3 separate regions of the Mus musculus genome follow, and all the other regions are linked to region 1. The links are chromatin contacts, called in public HiChIP or PLAC-seq maps. All regions are on one chromosome and are shown on one strand. Each heading gives the region's core, a stretch centred on a gene start, on an enhancer-like site or on the middle of the called end of the contact. The rest is flanking DNA. Distances are from core to core; before and after follow the strand shown. Region 1 has its middle 19 kb from the start of Fez2. Region 2 overlaps Crim1 (cysteine rich transmembrane BMP regulator 1 (chordin like)). Region 3 overlaps Crim1 (cysteine rich transmembrane BMP regulator 1 (chordin like)).

The links. HiChIP or PLAC-seq counts read pairs in DNA pulled down with a chosen protein or histone mark.
Region 2: a contact with region 1 is called in a BATF HiChIP or PLAC-seq map of CD8 T cells, with 8 read pairs. The contact joins two enhancer-like sites. A contact is called at or near these places in 1 of 15 datasets of contacts at CTCF or cohesin (CD8 T cells), 1 of 484 Hi-C or Micro-C datasets (the BV-2 cell line), 2 of 115 datasets of contacts at active chromatin or transcription factors (CD8 T cells and pancreatic cancer cells) and 3 of 9 other capture datasets (adipose tissue, liver and pancreatic islet).
Region 3: a BATF HiChIP or PLAC-seq map of CD8 T cells shows a contact between it and region 1, with 7 read pairs. The contact joins two enhancer-like sites. A contact is called at or near these places in 1 of 484 Hi-C or Micro-C datasets (nephron progenitors), 3 of 115 datasets of contacts at active chromatin or transcription factors (CD8 T cells, large pre-B cells and pancreatic cancer cells) and 2 of 9 other capture datasets (adipose tissue and liver).

Annotation. Positions count from the first base shown.
Region 1 is chr17:78,435,697-78,439,077 of GRCm38.p6, reverse strand. No RefSeq gene overlaps it. Among named protein-coding and RNA genes, the nearest start is that of Fez2, 19 kb to the right of the region's middle. Within about 2 kb of position 2,112, at least 7 of the 459 cell types and tissues checked have an H3K27ac peak or open chromatin away from gene starts, as enhancers often do. A contact at or near this core is called in CD8 T cells, where this site is marked.
Region 2 is chr17:78,273,236-78,276,501 of GRCm38.p6, reverse strand. All of the region lies in intron 2 of Crim1 (cysteine rich transmembrane BMP regulator 1 (chordin like)), which reads right to left. Among named protein-coding and RNA genes, the nearest start is that of Gm41620, 6.5 kb to the left of the region's middle. Within about 2 kb of position 1,706, at least 62 of the 459 cell types and tissues checked have an H3K27ac peak or open chromatin away from gene starts, as enhancers often do. A contact at or near this core is called in CD8 T cells, where this site is marked.
Region 3 is chr17:78,244,493-78,247,451 of GRCm38.p6, reverse strand. The region is part of intron 2 of Crim1 (cysteine rich transmembrane BMP regulator 1 (chordin like)); the gene reads right to left. Among named protein-coding and RNA genes, the nearest start is that of Gm41620, 35 kb to the left of the region's middle. Within about 2 kb of position 1,546, at least 68 of the 459 cell types and tissues checked have an H3K27ac peak or open chromatin away from gene starts, as enhancers often do. A contact at or near this core is called in CD8 T cells, where this site is marked.

The sequences.
Region 1 (3,381 bases), core at 863-3,362:
AGACATAACAGGACTGATGGAGAATTCAAGGCATTGACTAACTTTTTGTTTTGTTTTGTTTTGTTTTGTTTTGTTTTGTTTGTTTTTTGGATTTTTTTGAGACAAGATCTGTTGTGTAGCTATGGCTGTCCTAGAATGACAGCTGTAGACCAGGCTGGCCTTAAACTCACAGAGATCTGCCTGCCTCTGATTTGAGTGCTGGGATTAAAGGTGGCAGTTGGGAATTGGTTCTAATGTTATGTCTTAATTCTGCTTCCTGACCTGAGGGTCCCTGCCCCCCAGCTGGCTTCGATTGGCAATAATGAATTATCATACCACCAATGGCTGGTCAAGGAGACTGAAGTGGGTCTTTTAGATTGCATGGGCACGGGACAGAGAAAAAGAGGGGAGGAAGAGGAGAATCGACATGACTGGGATGCAGAGGGATCAGATTTAAGAGCTGCAGGAGAGAACCCGTGCAGCAATGTAGGTGGAAAGAGAAAGCAGCCCTATGAGGGGACTTCCCAGAAGGTAACAGGGCAGCAAGGATAAAAATATAAATTAAACGGAATACTGTAGGGGAGTGTGTGCTAACTGCAGGGAGGTTTAGAAGAGCCCAGTCATTGAGCTAGTCAAGGCATCTCAAAGTGAGCTGGTGTGTGTGTGTGTGTGTGTGTGTATTTGTTTGTGAATCCAGAGCTCTTGGGCAGGTACAGTGTGTGCAGGACCTGCGGGAAGCCAGAGTGGGAGCCAGAGGGTATTAACTTATTTACTGCCACCACCTGGCTTGACTCACTGATGTACACATGCAACATGAGTTGCTTCTTTCATGGCTGTGGCCGAACACCCGACTAGAAGAAACTTAAAGAAGGGAAGAGTTATTGGGGTTCACACTAAGTGGATCTTGTCCGTCATGCTAGGGAAGACACAATGGCTCCTGTCCATCTCTCAAAGGACCAGGGATTGGAGTGCGTGACAGAGACCAGAAGAGAGGATGGGTAACACTTTTCAGTACCTCCTCTACTTCAGACCCACTTCCTTCAACTGGGCCCCATCTCACAGTCCCACAACCTCTTGAAACTGCACTCCCAGCTGGGGACCAAGCCCAAGCCTGTGGGGGACACATTACATCCAAACTCTCACACAGATGTAGCAAGGTTCAATGAATACCCTTTATCATTTTCTAAAAGAGGTGAAAATAGGCACTTAAGTCTATTTTCCTCATTATATAATAAGTTTTTAAACTCCCAGACTAGTCCCTGAAACACAGTAGGTGTGGAATTTACTCTCGCTTATATGAGCCCTCTGTTGAGTTTTATGCTCACATTTTAAATACCCCCTCTTAGCTTCTACTTCCACCAAGTACAAGTTCATTGGAAATTAGGCTCATTTTTTTTTTTTTTTAGATGTTGGAGTGGATGTGTTGACACACAATATTAATCCCAGCACGGGGAGGCAGAGGCAGCCAGATCTCTCTGTGGCCAGTCTGACTGGGATGCTACTTAGTGTGACCAAGGGAGGACAGCGTCTTTAAAAATGAGAGATAGAATTGCATGGAATAGGTTCCAGGCAGCTAGAGGTTACTAGTCAGGGTAAGAAGTAGGGACCAAGAAGATCTGCCATAGGCCAAGGGTCAGTACCTAAGGATGAGAGTTACCCACACAAGCTCAGTTGTCAGGAAGTGAAGGCAAGCCAAGAATCAGTGAGCAGGTGGCTCTCAGCTCATAGCACACCCACATGGGAGTCTGGCTCCAACACTGCAAAAGGCTCCACTCCAGAGCTGAGGTAGGCCAAGCCAGATCTGAAGGTCTAAATATCTAGCCAGGGCCTGCAGAAACGGACGTGCATCCCTGCGCCAGAGAGACTTGTCTGAAAGCTAGTGCTGGGCTTTTTAGTGGTTTCTATGGATCAGAAGTCATCTGGAGAAAAGCGTAGACACTTTCTACAGTGGATCAATGGAAAAGATATTGTCTTAGGAGTTTTATTGATGTGGTAGGACACATCAGTAACTTGGGGAGTAACTGTAAGTAACTTGGGGAGGAAAGGGTTTCTTTCTGTCACCGTAGGACTCTCAGGTCACACTCTGTCATCCCTGGAGCTCATGACAGGAAGTCTAAGGCCAGAGCTGGGTTGTGGTGAAACTCTGCTTACTGCATTGCTAGCTCATGGTTCGCTCTGCCTTTTCATAGTACCTTGGTCCAACAGCCCACAGCATGCCTTTTTTTTTTAAAAAATAAGATTTGTTTATTTATGTATATGAGTGCTCTATTTGCATGTATTCCTGCATAACAGAAGAGGGCAACAGATCCCATTACAGATGGTTGCCAGCTACCATGTGGTTGCTGGGAATTGAACTCAGGACCTCTGGAAGAGAAGCCAGTGCTCTTAACTGCTGAGCCATCTCTCCAGCCCCAGCCTGCCTTCTTATAGCACCCAGATCAGGAGTAGCTCCACCCCTATGGAGGTGGGACCCACTCCCATCAATCATCAATCTAGAAAATGCCCTAAAGGCTTACCCCACAGACCAATCTACTGGGAACATGTCCTCCACTGAGGTTCCCTATTCTAAAATGACTCTAGCTTGTATCAAGTTGACATCCAACTAGCTAGCACAGCCACTCCATGCTCACTAACAAACCTCACATCTTCTGTTGGGTCTTAAGGAGTAGAGTAGTGTTCCATTTTTAACTCTGTATGTCTAAATCCTGTTACAAGCAGGTTAAAGTTTTGACAGCTTTGTGGAGATTTAGGCAATCGTGGTACTGGAACCCCATTGTTCCTCTCAAGCTGCCTCGAGTCCTCAACTCCCGCCTTTTCCTAGAATAGACAGGATTTGATGTTGGAGGGAGACAGTGCTGTGTAGTTCAGTATGGAGGGCAGAGAGTGGAACATGGAAATTGCTTTAGAAGGAAGTTTTGCTGATTCTTGGAGCCCCTCCTGGATGGCAGTGCCTGAGGCTACTCCTTCACTTGCTTTAGTGGGGAGTCAAATCCCATGAGGAGGAAGGAGACAAAGTAGAAAGGGGGTCGCAGATAGAGAGTGGGTTAGAAAGCTGACCACGGCAGGTGGCAAGAGAAGCTGATAGCTCACTCGTACAGGATGCCTGCAGAGAGACACTACAGAGTGATCGCATCTCCCTTCCTGAGTTCCAAGGTTATCGTCTGGCCTCCTGTCCAGTTGACCAACACTTGCTCCATAGGCTTTGACTCCTCCACACTTCCAGGTTGCATCATCTGGTCCCTGCATCAGCTGTGGGAGAGGCTAGATCTAAGACAGCAGCTGAAGCATCTGTGGCATAAGCCAGGATCTTCAGGACAAGTCAGTGAGTGGGTGTGGGGTGAGTGGCCCTTCCCACATCCCTGCCTGAAACTTGCAGCGCTGGAAGTTTGGCCAGTGGGTTCT
Region 2 (3,266 bases), core at 457-2,956, 160 kb after region 1:
TCAGAGAATTGCTTGCTTCTCCCTTTTGAATCCTGGGATTCAAGGTGTGTGCCAACATGCCCAGCTGATGCAAAAAACATTTTTATAAGCACGAAGTTAACTATCCTTTGATGCTCACACGGACCTTTCCCATACAACTTCCTGAAAAGGAAAGGGGGCAGATTTCTCAGGTATGACCAGGTGTCCTGGCTCTTCTGGAATCATCTTTACTACACTGTATTTTAGCAGGAGATAGAGAATTCATTTAAAACTCCCAATTCCCATCAGACTTTGCTGACAAGGCTTAGCTCTGTGTGCTCCTCTGTTCCTTTATGTTTTGGGATCTTTTTCTCTTTCGGGTTCTTGTCAGTCTTTTGGAAGAATCTAAACATCAAATACCAAATTCACTTCTATTTCTCTCTTGTTTTCTTACACACACATAAAAATATGACTTTCACATCATAGCCAAATGCTACTTTGTGTCTTAAAGGTTGTTTTTTTTTTTTAAACATGCTTCGCAATCTGGCCTGTTTTGAAATAATCTATAATTCAACATTGATTTCCTCTTTGAAGTTTTTCAGTTAAGTGTTGTAAAATTTCTGTGCTGCTAAGCTGGGGGGAGAGGAGCTCTCCTTTTGTTTAAATTTACTGATTTGTCACTAGAAACGCACATGCTGTGCAATGTTTTGGTTTTGTTAATTTCTTAAGATTTTGTGGGATTTTTTCCCCCTTTGCACACATGTGTGTACAGATGCAGTTTTGTGGGCAATTTTAAAAACACACGTGTTAGAAAGTAACATATACTCTACTGAATGCAGACTTTATATCATCCGTGTCTCACTCGAACTTTCGGTCAGATTTCTGCAAGCTCTCCCATGAGTCAGTGACTTCACCCAGCTCTGCTGTTTACCATCTCTCTTCAGAGCTGTGCTGTTAATAAGATGATTGGCAGGGACAAGGCTCAAGTCTTACACTGAGTTGGTAGACTGTGAAATGATGCTTTCAAAGAACTGAGATTTGTAGAACCTACAGATTCCTCCTTATCTCCTAACTGCTAATAGTTGCTTTTTTGCCCCCTCTCTGTGTTTGCTCAGCATCCAGCACGCACTCCACTCACTGGGTTACCATGGCATCAGCAACTGTTGGCTTGGCCCCTTCTCTCTGAGCCTGTTTCAAGTGCATAAGTTCTCTTGGAAATCTTTATTTATTCTTCTACATCTCTCCTGTTTGTTTTTAATTAAAAAAAAAAAGGAAACTGTAGCCATATCGCCAATTTCCCACGAATGAGAAAGGCATTACTTTAGTTTCAATTTTTTTTTAATCTATTTGAAAAGAGGTCCTTCTATACTCTTCCCCAAAAGCATTTAACAAATCTATATATAGTACTTCAACTAATTAGCAAGCTTTTATGTCTGGTTGCCATGGTAACATTGCAACTGGCATCTTATAAAAAAAAATTGCCCCAGATATATAGAGACTAAAGTGACAATATGGCTCTCAACAAAAATAATTAAAGAAAGATAAATTAGTTTCACCATATTAGTAATCTTTCTTTGGGGGTTGGTATGGTTATCTAGTATAAACTGATATAATAGTAATTATTATTATTATGCAAAGTGTTATCCCAGCCTAATCACTTAAATCTCCATGATAAGACAGTGGTTGCTTCTAGGTCTTTGCCAGGACAGGATACCAGGCAGAGAAAGTAAAACCGAAACTCCAAGTGGGCAAATGCATTTCAGAGTTTTCTGCTTGAAACTAGGTTTTTAAGTAAAAGGAAAATAACAGCTACTCGATGGTAAGTGGGGGGGAAAAAGAAACTTTAAAAGAGATAGGTAAAGTCACCCGGCCAGATTCTTCTTATCCTTGTGTATTTTGTCGAGGTCCATCTGATGGTGAAGCCTTTCTTCTACTTCAAAATCCATTGACACGGTCACTTTAAATAGCAGCAGGATGCTACACACTAGTTCCTACAGAGCAAGCAGCATAATGCGGACAAGGAAAACATGGAGTCTACTGCAGAGTTAATGCTGCAGGGTCCTCCTCCAACACTGACCCTGACTCCTTCTGCCTGTGGGCAGTAAACCCACCTTACAGGTACACCTCACTCTGACACATCTCTGGGAGTGCCAATTACTTCTAGGATAACTCAAAGGACCCCAGATTTGAATTCTTTGGACACTACAGAATTCAGTAAAAACACAGAGTATAAAGCCAAGAGGCAAAGAACCTACTACACTTGTGTGCCCCAGATCTCACTGCGGTGTACCTTACACTCTGCAGACTGGGAACAGTCTATGATCTTGACCTTGGCTGTCACAGGGGCCCTCGGCCACTTGATAGATCCTGTGATAGCGGACTAGTCTGTACAGTCCTCTGTGTCTGTCTTTCACTCATTCAGTTGACAAACATTAACTGAATGACTTGAACACGAAAGGAGCAAAGTCCTTGCTTTCTGGGATTTATAGCTCGAGAGGAGAGGACAGAGGCATTCAGACAAACGGCTTCTCAGCATAGTGCCAGGTGCCAATAAAGGCTCTGAAGTGTAATCAATAATGCAAGGGCCCTGCCTTATCCAGCAGAGTCCTTCAAGGCAGCAAAGGAAGAGAAAGCAGGGTGTGGTGGCACATGCGTCTGATTCCAGCACTCAGGAGATAGACAGAGTCAGGATACCACAAGTCTAAGCTCAGCCTGGTCTACACGGTGAGTTCGAGGACAGCTAAGGGATGGACCGTGAGAGCCGAGGGGAGCATATAAATACACATAGTAGCCAAGAGTGTTCCAGGACCAGGAAACGTTAAGAAAAAAACAAATAAACAAAACCTCTAAAGCAAGCTAGAGCTGACTCTTAAGAAGGAATATACACACGTCAGGGTTATGAAGAAGAAATCTAAACTGAGGTATAATAACATGTAGAGAATACCAATAAAACCTCACAATGCTAACACTGATGGGTGATATTTCTTATTAAGAATACCGTTGCCAAAGTTACGCTTAGAGAAACAGAAGAAAAAAAAATCTCTCCTAATTGAGGGCCTCCTGCAAGTTAGGCCTGCTGGTACCCATTTCAACTGGCCTACGAGCTTCTCAGTGAAAAAGAAATTACATTTTCATCTCTACCCTGCAGATGACAAGACAGACCCAGGGAGGCCAAGACCCGTGGCTGAGGACACATTAGGAGTGGCTAAGCTGCCAAAGTCCACAATTTTCTCTCTAGCTACTCCATAAAGCCAAAAGCACGGGTTCCCTGTTTGGCCTGTGTAGGACGCACATTTAGGCCCTGGCTG
Region 3 (2,959 bases), core at 297-2,796, 190 kb after region 1:
GAAATTAAAAAAATTAAAAAAAAAAAAGACTTCCAGCGACAGAGAAAAGAATAAAAGGTTCCCCTACCCGCTGGAAAACTAGGAAGTCGTCAGCCAGAAACAAAGAATACATCCTTGATTCAGAGGAACAGTCCAGCCCCTGAAAACCACACACACATTAATTCATCTTGTGTTAATCTCTTCCCTCCCCAGCTCTGCAGTCACCACTTACTGCATCACTTCCTCCTGATGCAAAAAACACTGAGCAACAGGGGTCACAAATCAAAAGCAGGAAGGTGCCATAGAAAAGACAATGCCCAGGACTCCAGCAGCAGGAGCAGCTTATGTGGGCTGCTCTTCTTGTCTTAGCGCCCATACACCATTACAAGAGGAACCCCATACCCAAAGAGATTATCTGAGTGCCCAGGCTACTACCCTATGCGTGGCAGCAGTCAATAAGTACTAGGGGATGTGTCAAATTTTATGAGTAGGACATTTCTAAACTTTTTTAAACCAAAGGTTGAATGTTAATGAACCCTGAAATGACTTTCTTGAGAAAGTCGCACATTTCACAAGGAACAGAGACATCAGATCTAGAGGTAAACAGCCTGTCTATGAGTCACAGAAGGGCTTTGCAACTAATTAAAACTCCGTCCAATTGATTTTTGTTGCTCATGAATGTCTATCTCCCTCAGCTCCCACGCTCAGCGCCATTCCATTTGCATCTGGCTGTCCTGAGTATGTCACTGCCTGGGTGAACATCTTCCTAGATGGTAAGAAAGTGTATTAAAAAAAAGCGAAACGTGAGGCTGGGGTTCTGAGGCGAACACAAGCCTGGAAAGAACACGATGGGATGATCAATCCTGGAAAAGGACGAACGAAGTCACCCTCACGCTCCACAGAAGGTTGATCCTGGTGACTTTCAGCTGCAAGTGGGAGAAACTAGCTTCTTACTGGGAGCTGAGGGGGGCACATCTGTGTGGAGTTGTATGCATTCAACTTTGTCCCTTTCATTCACAAAGATCTTTCCATTTTCATTCCAAAAAAAAAAAAGTAGGAACAAAAGGAAGGAGGGAAGGAAAGAAGGAGGGAGGGGAGAGGAGAGGAGAAGGAGAAAGAAAACCTATATTTAAGGAACTGTTCCTCCCAGATGACCTCTTAACCAAGATACTAATAAACATGCAATACTGCAAGCCTGGAAAAGCATAAAATAAGTCTACCAAAAAATCCTTCCCTACCCTGACAGGCCATACGGACACTTGAAACCATCAGCTTTTGACAGAAGGCAGATTCACATTAAAGCCACTGTGCTCATAAAATCATGCTTGAGCTTCCTCTCATAGACTCCCCTCCTCTCTCTAGTAAAAAGACTGTGGACACTTCACCTGACTTGGGTGAAGTGTCCACGGTACCAGATAATGGCCTGGGAATAAGAATGACACTAACGAATGGGGCACACATTTGAACGGCGAGTGGCTCAGGAAACCTGGGATGGTCCACACCCTCTGGTTGGTGGAGATGACCCAGCTCAGAGCAGCCGGTCTGTTCTCAGGCACTGAAGAACCACCTCCCACTTCCCTCTGGGGGAATCTCAGCAAGTGCTCATGTCACCTAGCTGTCCCTGTGGCCACTCAGAGGGCTGGGATTCTATAGAAGAAAATGTTTTTTTTTTTTTTTGTGTGTGTGTGCGTGTGTGTGTAGGGCTAGGGTTCAGCTGGACACAGCTGGGCCAGGCAGCCACTCAGCAGCAACGTGTGACAGAGCCCACGCTGAACCCTGGGAAAACCTGAGAGGTCATCTCCAGCCAAGTTAGAAACCACACACACAGGAGGGGCTGCCCAGAGCCACTCAGGGGAGAAAAAAAAACCCTAAACCTGCTGAAGCCAGGCATTAGATCAGCATCTGGTTAGCACTTCCTGGAGGTACAAACAGAAAGTTGAAAGCTGGTTCTGAAAGAGCACCCCTTCCCTAGCTTGAGGCCAGGATGCATTTCGTCTTTTAGCAACAATAACTGATGTATTCTTAAAACGCACAGTGTGTTCATTTTAAAATAAGACATATTACATGTGAAGCAAAAACCTTCTCTGCTACGCCCAGTGTTGCTTTAACACGAGGGTTAGACAAGGATGGGCAGGGAGTTGGTAGAATTGAGCACATCTTAGGACATAAGAGAGGACTGGAAAATGTAGTTGTGTATGTTCTTAAAGAGGTTAAGACCGAACAAAAGAAAGGGAAGAATCATTGAATGGCACAGGACCTCAAAAGAGTCCTTGCCTATGGAACGTGCCTGGGAAGCACTGCTCGAATGTTAAAATGAAAGTTCACATGACACTAAGTCCTTCCTGTGGTCATTCCCAGTGCAGTGGAAGAAAACTTCCCTCTTTACCTACCTACCACGCTTCTCTTAGCAAGGGATACAACATCTTTAATCAGGACTTCCTCCTATCTCCTTGAAGAGCAGGAGAACCCACAACTCCCAGAAGGGTAGGTCACTGTATGATGTCTCCCAGCCAGAATGCAGGTAACGTGAGTGGTTTTCAAGCGACTGTTCTCTCTAACTGGTCTGAGGCCAAGTTCCTGGAGCTTCCTGCTTTTATTTCCCAGATACTTGACACTGGTTTCCGCCTTCTCGGAGCCCTTTCTGTTTTTCCTGTGCCGCTTATCAGGCCATCAAATTGGCAATGAACTCAAACATGTTTTGAACAATAATTCTTCTAAAAATCTATACCTATAGTATATAGTTTTAAAATGTTGACTTAACCTAAGCTAAAAGTCTACTGTTTCAAATATTTTACTTTGACTCTGTTTTCTTTCTCCTATCATGAAATGGGGGTTAAAGTCATTTAAAGACACACTCACACACCACACACACACCTCCATATATGTGTGTGTGTGTGTGTGTGTGTGTGTGTGTGTGTGTGTGTAGGCATTTATTTTCCCCAAATGAAAAAGCAGAATACTCTTATGTGGATGTTCATTA